Linked DNA regions of Pan troglodytes: regions 1 and 2 are each linked to region 3. A link is a contact called in public Hi-C data. All regions are on one chromosome and are shown on one strand. The core of a region is the stretch at or near the end of the contact, and the rest is flanking DNA. Distances in the headings are between cores, read along the strand shown.

What was found. A called contact is a pair of places that touch in the nucleus more often than the background predicts.
Region 1: a Hi-C map of stem cell-derived neural progenitor cells shows a contact between it and region 3, with 7 times the contacts expected there. The contact joins two enhancer-like sites. A contact is called at or near these places in 1 of 7 Hi-C or Micro-C datasets (stem cell-derived neural progenitor cells), 1 of 1 datasets of contacts at active chromatin or transcription factors (stem cell-derived excitatory neurons) and 1 of 1 other capture datasets (stem cell-derived neural stem cells).
Region 2: a Hi-C map of stem cell-derived neural progenitor cells shows a contact between it and region 3, with 15 times the contacts expected there. The contact joins two enhancer-like sites. A contact is called at or near these places in 1 of 7 Hi-C or Micro-C datasets (stem cell-derived neural progenitor cells), 1 of 1 datasets of contacts at active chromatin or transcription factors (stem cell-derived excitatory neurons) and 1 of 1 other capture datasets (stem cell-derived neural stem cells).

What each region holds. Positions count from the first base shown.
Region 1 is chr4:27,486,756-27,489,455 of NHGRI_mPanTro3-v2.0_pri, forward strand. No RefSeq gene overlaps it. Among named protein-coding and RNA genes, the nearest start is that of MIR9-2, 5.6 kb to the left of the region's middle. Within about 2 kb of position 1,431, at least 17 of the 24 cell types and tissues checked have an H3K27ac peak or open chromatin away from gene starts, as enhancers often do. A contact at or near this core is called in stem cell-derived neural progenitor cells, where this site is marked.
Region 2 is chr4:28,008,523-28,011,222 of NHGRI_mPanTro3-v2.0_pri, forward strand. No RefSeq gene overlaps it. Among named protein-coding and RNA genes, the nearest start is that of TMEM161B, 130 kb to the left of the region's middle. Within about 2 kb of position 1,294, at least 16 of the 24 cell types and tissues checked have an H3K27ac peak or open chromatin away from gene starts, as enhancers often do. A contact at or near this core is called in stem cell-derived neural progenitor cells, where this site is marked.
Region 3 is chr4:27,748,349-27,751,048 of NHGRI_mPanTro3-v2.0_pri, forward strand. All of the region lies in intron 4 of LOC104006383 (a long non-coding RNA gene), which reads right to left. Among named protein-coding and RNA genes, the nearest start is that of TMEM161B, 130 kb to the right of the region's middle. Within about 2 kb of position 1,398, at least 14 of the 24 cell types and tissues checked have an H3K27ac peak or open chromatin away from gene starts, as enhancers often do. A contact at or near this core is called in stem cell-derived neural progenitor cells, where this site is marked.

The DNA of each region.
Region 1 (2,700 bases), core at 181-2,680, 260 kb before region 3:
ATCAAATAATAAAGGATATAGGATAAACACAGTCATACAAAAAATACAAAACAACAACAAAAATGAAAATTGGATAAAGGTTAAAAAAAAGATTCAGGAAGACTTCTTCAGTGTCCTTGCTGAATGTGAATGGGTATTTTCACTAGTATCAATCCCTTAATGAAGTTGCCATTATGCATAATAATGAGATATGCATTATTTACATTCAAAATGGAATATTTTCCAAAGTGACTGTTCTTTAGGTCACCTTGAACAGTAAATTTTCCACCACAAGAGTTCTTTGTGTTTATTTTTAAAATTAAAATAATTTTCTTATTTGGAAAAATATAAAATTCTAATTTGATTTTTGTGTAGCCTGATGAAAATTAAGAAACCATTTAAATTATAAGGAAGCCATATAGATGAATACATATAAATATTTTAAGATATTTTAGCATTTTAGGAATTTTGACTTTTTAAAAATGGAGAGATGAAGCCAAAGGCTTTATTTTCCAATGTGGCTAGAAAATGAATGACAGTATGTAACTGTCTATGTATCTATTTTTTTCCCATGAATCTATACATCTGGAAATGTCACTGTGGTTTCAGAAAATTGATACCCTTTCCTCCCTAATGTGCTACAGTTAAGTAAAACACACCATAATATGTTGCATTTAGTGGGAGCTGGGGGTGGCAGTGGTGAGATGGGCAACACAGGACAAGGTGTTCTTTAAGACTAAGAACTTATTAGAATCAGTTATTGAGTAAAAAAGATATCTATAATGCTGGGTCGATTGTTTTAACATGACTACTTCGAGATAGTTAAACAGGTCCTACAGCAATTGGGACATGTAAGGCAGTTCTTCAGTGTCTCTGGATTTTAATGGATGGCTTTGTTAACCCTGTTTCTTTGCTCATCGGTTTCTTAACACAACTTAAACAACCTAGTACAGAAATCAGCAGAACCCTCTATTCCTATTTGCTCAGAGAACCCATTTCACCCCTTCTGGGAACTGTTCGACTTATTTGTGGAATTAATTCTAAGATGGTGAATGGAAATGGAAAGTATATAGTTGTGATTGATATTAAGGAATATTTATCTGCCCTCAATCAGGGCTGCGAGAGTTAGTGCACTTCCTTAGAAAGGTGATGACCATGTTTGAGGTGGGAGCGTGTGGCTTTCCGCTTTTCAGCCAACTGCCAGACCACAGGGGGTAGGGCTTTTAAAAAGTGCAGATAATCGACTTTATTCAGGGAAATAGGGAGTTTTGAGCCATATTTGTTCAAAAAGCAGCACATCACTGTGCTTGATGGTTTGACTTGGTTTTCGTTGAGCGCGGGCATAGCGCATTCTGGAGATCTAAAAATAGCCAGGCTTAGCCGCCGCCTTGCAAGGTACTTGGCGTGGGCGGTGCAAAGAGGAGACAGCCGACTCTGTGACTGGCTGCAGAAGCGGTTAGGCTAGGCAGTGGCAGCAGCGAAGGCGGCTGGCCCGCCGCGGGGCAGGACGACGCCTCCCGCTGACCGCCAACTGCCCGAGTCCTCCTGCAGCTGCTGCGGCTCGCGGCCCTCGCCTGAAAGCGGGCGTCTGATTGGTGTTTCCCGGGAGACAGGCTCCTCTAGCTGATGGAGCTGGTGCGCCGGCGCGCGCGCTCCCGGGTTGGCGCGCGACTGGGAGGCCGGGGGCGCGCTGCGGCCCGGGTAGCAGGCTGGGAGGCCGCCCAAGTTTGCGCTAGCTCAAGTTCCCGTGCCCGCGCTCGGCGCCTTGGAGGCTGCTGGACACCGGCGCGGAGCTGCGGGGCTCGGCAGGGGCGGGTCGTCAGACTGTCCTTTGCCTGGCACGCTGAGCTGCGTCCGCGAAGGCTATTCCGGTTTTTTTTTTTTTTAATTATTATTTGCCAGCCTCTCGGCCCCTAATCAGCGACCTTGGTCATTGCCTCTGCGCCACCTCCGGTCTGCGGTTGCTTGGGAATCCCTGAGTTGAGCTTGTGAATGGGGGTGGCGTCGAGGTTTAGTCACGCCTGGACGTCGGTTAGAGGCAGGCATCTCCCAGCGGCCACCCCCTGCCACAGGGCACCTTCCTCAGGCGGCACGCAACTTGTGGTTAAGAAGCTTTCTTTTGCTGACACTCGGTGTCTCTAGTTTTGCCCAGGCTTCTTCCCTGGACGTGATCAATATCATTGATATAGATATTGTGTAACCCCCAAATCCCCCCTCCCCGCCACCACCACACACACACCGTTATTAACTTAGTGAAAAGCTGCTAACGGAAAGGGTCTCCCTGCGGGGAAGCTGGGGGGGTGGAGCGGGGGCGGGGAAGTTTTGCTCGGTGGCCGGCGTTGGTGAGCGCTTGCCGCTCTGGGCCCTTCCCTGGGGCAACTCCCACTTCTACCCCCATTGCCCATAGGAGCTCAGGGCACATCTTACCCCATCATCAGATTTGCTGGAAATATTAATCTCCTTGTTGGGTGGATACAGTAGAACTTGTTCAGAGATTACTTTAAAAAGAGATCTGGGTCTTAAGCACTTACTAAAGCCAGTTAATAACATCATGCATGGACATTTAAACTTGTTGTAAGTTGCAGAGAGGATTAGCGGGAAGTCACGCTGTGCGCAGCTAATGATACCATCTTAACTCTAACTGGGCTAAATCCAACTCGCCCGGCACAGGTCCGGCTCTGCGGCCCTCGGGTGAGGCTAGGAAAGAGCGCCTTGGAAAGA
Region 2 (2,700 bases), core at 44-2,543, 260 kb after region 3:
GCAACCCAGAAAGCTGTCTTCAGGCTGAAACAATTTCAAAGTATTGTTTAAGCGGATGACATTCTCCAGCACTCAGTTATCCATTGTGCATCTATTATATCTTTGAACTCAACTCTCTTGTTTAACAAGGGTGTGTGTGTGTGCCTGTTGTGTATGCGTGTGTGTTTAGAAAACCTAGGTTCCCCAGTGGTGCTTCCTTGGCTGAATAGGGTGGGTTTCTTTCGTTTTTCTCGCATTGGTGTTTTCTGGACAACTGTACTGAGCGCTATTGATGCATCGGTGCTCTGCCCGTGCCCGTGGGCGGAGGACATAGGCTGTGGGTGTGTCCCGCCCGCAGGCGCGCGTGCGTGTGTGTGCGTGTTTGTGTGTGTGTGTGTATACACCCATTCTCTGGTGTGCATCAAATGGAGCCTTTTTTTTTCTTGCCCGTGTCTGCGTCCTGCGTATATTAGTATTATGCAAATAGAGTCATTTCGCTTGAGTATTTTTTTTTTGGAGGGGGAGGGGATGAACCATTTTAATTCTTCTCTAGTATTTTCTCGGCAGTCTTTCCACTGAGTGTGAATTCATTTGGATGCCTTTTCTGAGGTCCGTCTCTCTCTCTCTCTCTCTCTCTGTGTGTGTGTGTGTGTGTGTGTGTGGAGGGGGAGACTGCGTGCCGGTCAGTGGGTGTGTGCCTCGGTGTGTGGAAGAGCGTGCACAGCCTGTGAGAACCTTGTGAGCGATATGTGTTCTCTCCAGGTGTTCTGTTTGTCTCTACCTCCCGTGCTTTGCGTTCTCGGAGGTGATTATGTGCATATTTACATATATGTGCCTATTCTCCTGCCTTCATGTATTGTCTTTCTCCACAATCCAGATATTTCTTATATATTCTCTTATCTTTTGGCAAAGTGCCTTTTTTATTCCTCGAAGAATATTTATTGATGTGATAATCTGAAATGAAAAGTGGTCTCCCATGAAGGAGATGGAAGAGAAAGGAGTGTTCATCTTTCTTAATAGACGGGGCAGAGCCAGTTGACTGGATCACAGGGTTTCTCTGCACTTTCTGCGTGTGTGTCTGTGTGTGGGGGGTGGGGGCGGGGGCGGGGGCGGGGGAGGAGGGAAAAGGAGCCTTTAACCAGAACAAAGATAGGCCATCGCGCCCCCTTGCGGACAGGCTGCATATTGCGCCGACCAGGCCCGCCCCGGCTTTCTTTAGCCGAATGAATCTTGTAATTTCCTCCGTTAAACCATTCAGGGGCCGCCTCTCAGACCCAGCCCCCGGCCATCAGCCAATCACCAGGCGCCATGCAAATCATCTCTTCCGTTCTCCAAACCCGCGTCAGCCTCTGCGGCTGCTCTGGCCACCCCGCCCCAGCCTCATTTCCTTCCCTCCCCTCCCCTTCCCTCCTTCGCCCCCGCCCGAGCAGCTGCCGGGGAAGAGGGCAGTGCTGGGTGCCTCATGCATATTCAGACCGATCCTCCTCCTCCCTCCACCTCCTGCCCCCTCCTGCCGCCTCCTCCCTTTTCCCCGGCCGCGCCCGCGCTCCTGGAAGTGCAGTTCTCCGAGCTCTGGTCCTGAGCAGCTGTTTCCCAGAAGAAGGCCTACGTGCGCTCTTGGAGCAGACGAGGGAAAGGGAGGAAGGCTCTACCCTTAAAATCCTCTCGAAGGTCAAGTTTGAGACTTGCCGAAAGGAGGAGAAAAGTGTCGAAAAATGCCGCTACAGGGTTTGCGGGAAGGTTCTGCACGGAGACTGGTTGGAAATGCCTTTCTCCCCCTAAATACCAGATTAATTTCTCTGAAACACACAATGTATTTGTCATGCCCAAAGGATGATGATAGATGGTTTTTTAAGCCCAGAGTAAAGTGTGCATTTGTCTTGTATATCAAGGCTACAATGAAACCACGAAGAACTGGAGAGGAGATCACCCAGCGTTAGCTGCTTAATAGGAGCGGGGAGAGCGAGTGAGGACTGGAGACGGGGGGCGGGGCGAGTGGTGGCCCAAGACCTGCTCCAGGTGGGCTGTTCCCTGTCGGCTCCTGGAACAGGACGGGTAAGCCGACTAAGAGCGCAAATGGGGACCCATGAAAAGAAAAAAAAAACAAGATCCGGGAATAGTTTGTTACTGTTATTTACATCCAGACTCTGGTTTTCCGGCCCTTTACAGCTGCTGGTGAAGAGTATTCAAGCTTTGAATACTGCTCTGAACTGACCTTGAGGCACATTGAGAGGAAAAATCACTGGAGAAAATCGCGGTTTGTGTAGTGCTTTGAGATCCTCTAACGCGAAAGCAAGAGAATTGTGAAGTGACCTTGTTTCATAGATCTCTCTACGTCCACACTGGAATACTAAGGGACTTTTTAGTGAGAATTGAGTCAGTTCCCCCTTAAATCTTACACCGCAGAGAAGTGAGTAGAGACCGCAAGATTTAAAATAACATTTTGTCAGCTTTTATTCTTTCAACACATTTTTATGGAGTGGTGCTTATTGTGTGCCAGGTACACAGCATCTTTTTCCATGCGAAACACATTACGCAGGCAGTGATTTGCAGGTGTACCGGAAATTAGGGAAAGGGATAGGAATTCTGGATGCTTTCTGTTCTGGAATTGCTCATTGTCTTGCAAGAAGAAGAGATATAATAACAGATAAATATGGCACAGTGTAACATGGAGCATGGAAACAGCTTAAATATCTGTCAAAAGTGCAGTGAATTAATGTA
Region 3 (2,700 bases), core at 148-2,647:
GTGATATTTATATATGAACAACTTCATATTTTTGGCTTTTAATAAAAGAAACCAGCCATATTTACCCATCAATTTATAATAACAATTAATGTTTTTAAAATATTTTGGTTTAAAACACTGAGAAAATGAAAATCACTACTTACAAAATACAATAAACCAAAAAGCACATCATTAACATGAATAATACACAGATTATTGGCAAAAACATTTATAATCTAAAAACTTCCACAACGTTGAAATTAAAACTGTCAGATTCCTTTTTTTTTTTTTTTTAAAAGGAAAATGCAGTCTTTAGGATTACCATATAATATAACCACCAGATACATTTATTTTATTTTCTGTTTTAACATGTCACCTCTGGGCATTGTTTAGATATTAAAATTGGGCAGTAAACCTATTTCTTAATCTTTTTTTAATTCCAAAAAAAAATTATTTTGGGAAAGAAGCTAGGCTGTTTGTTTTGTCTTGTTTTATTAAGTGTAAATCTATGTTTGTACTTCTGATTTTGGAGGTTTAATAATCCTTTCCTTGATGCTGTAAATAGAAATTGGTCTCCCACCTCCCAGCAGTTTTCAGATTCTAGATTAGGAACCCAAGTGAGTGAAGAAATCTCCCAACCCCCATCAGGGACTACTCTAACTAGAGAAAAATCAAAGAAAATACTTCAGGCACTACATCCTGCCTTTATCCAAATTCAGGAGGCTGAGAGACAGACACACTAACCAAAACGGGGCACAAGCGAGAAATGGCTGTTCCAGAAAGAAGCAACACACAGAGCCTCAACTCGCACAAAGACAGAGCACCAATTACACAGAAAACCACCACCAAAGGAACCCAGAAACACTCAGACATGCTTTAGAGATGCCTTAAAATGCTCACGTGGAAAAGAAAGAGAAAATAAGTTTAAGAGATTGTATCCTTTTATTTTTAATTTTTAAAAATGTAATTAGTGACTTCATACTTTTTCCTTCTTTGTATAAAATTGCTATTCTGATGTGCACATGGGTACTAGAAACAGTCATTAAAAAGATAATAATATTTGAGCATAGTGCCTGCCTGAAGCTGGGTATTTTGCCTGTGATTGTTTTTTTTTTTATTCGGTTTTATTTTACTTTTTTAGAATACATACATGGTATAAAGTGAAAGAAAGGCATACTGTAGACCTCTGTGAGATGAAACAGCGTAGCAAAATCTGAATTTTATACTTAGTTTTCAAACTATTGAATAATATCCTAGGAGACCTCTTAGGTCTTAACTGGATTAAAATGAATATATTTGTGCTCTGGCTCTTTTCAGCTAACTAATGTGCATGTGAATTGATAGTGTGCGAGGGAGCAGGCGAGAGCAAGTGTATATGACACCGGGAGTTGATGCAGGGGCCAGGCCGAGTGTGACTGTGTGAAGGAGCGTGCAGGACGGTGTGGGCTGCCTGGACAGAGTGAGAAATGAAAATTAACAGGCCTTGGGGTCTGGTGCGTTTTGTCCAGAAACACAAGAGAAGCTTAGTTGGGATGAGGGGGGAGGGGAAGGGTGTTGGTGAAGGGAGGGTGGAGAAGGAGGTGTGGCGTGTGTGTGTGTGTGTGTGTGTGTGTGTGTGACTCTGAGGTTTCAGTTATGGCTAAGCCTTGGGTTTTTGTTTTGGCGGTTCCCAGCATAAATAGGCTGAAGTTTCAGGTTCAGGGTGGAGTGCATGCCAGGGGATGAGATCGTCGTTCTGAGTTTCTCTTTCTGGCCCTTCTCTATGGTTGCTGCTCAGAACATTGCTGCTGTGAAGGAGTGGGGGGAGAAGCAAGGGATGGGGGTCTGTCTGCAGCTGCCCCTCTCACACTTGAATAAAAGAACTTTTTTTTTCAGGGGTAGGGAAGCTGTGAATACCTTTCCCAATAAGAGATGAGGCATATTGAAAACTATATTAAATTACCCTGATTAACAATTTAGCCACGAACAGGGGAGCTTTGGGAGATCTCTATAGGCAGGACTGGGGGCTATTCATGCCAGCAGCTAAGAGGTCGAAAGGTTTCTGAAGTTCACAGGCTCAGAGCCTTTGTTATGCTAACAGACAATCTCAAATCAGCTGCCTAGTGGAGTGTGAAATATAAATGATTCCTTGAGAACTTCCAATAAGTTGTCACTCTTGCTCTCCAAATACCAGGACAGGCTGCTAATTTCTAGCGGGCCCTTTTGCAACATTGCTAGCCCTAAATGAATGCCTTTGTAGTTCAAATAATCTTTTCAAGGGAGCTGTCCTATCATCATAGCCCAAATGCATCTTGGTTTTGACTATTAAATGAAAATCAGGGCTCAACTGTGCTTGACTTTTCCAAGCGCCCGATGTTTGGGAAGGATGGTGGCAGCTCTCATGCACAACAAGTTAGCACCCACCGCAGGAGGGCCAGGGCATTAATAACAGCCCACAGCCCCGAGCTACCCCAACTCTCACCCCCACTCCCTACTGGGAACAAAGCTCCAGGAGAGATTTACGTGACTTCCCTTGGGCTGGACTACCTTCCTCTTTCAACCACACCAACATTTCTTTAATTTATGGACCCTCTATCCAAGAGGATAGCCAGCTGACCTGCTAGCATCTGACTGGTCACTTCGAAGCATCAACTTTGGGGATGGATCTATTCATTCTTCAAGGCAGACAAGGCCAAGGGGAAGAGGGCAAGGTGTGTGTCCAGGCCATGCCCCTAGTATCAG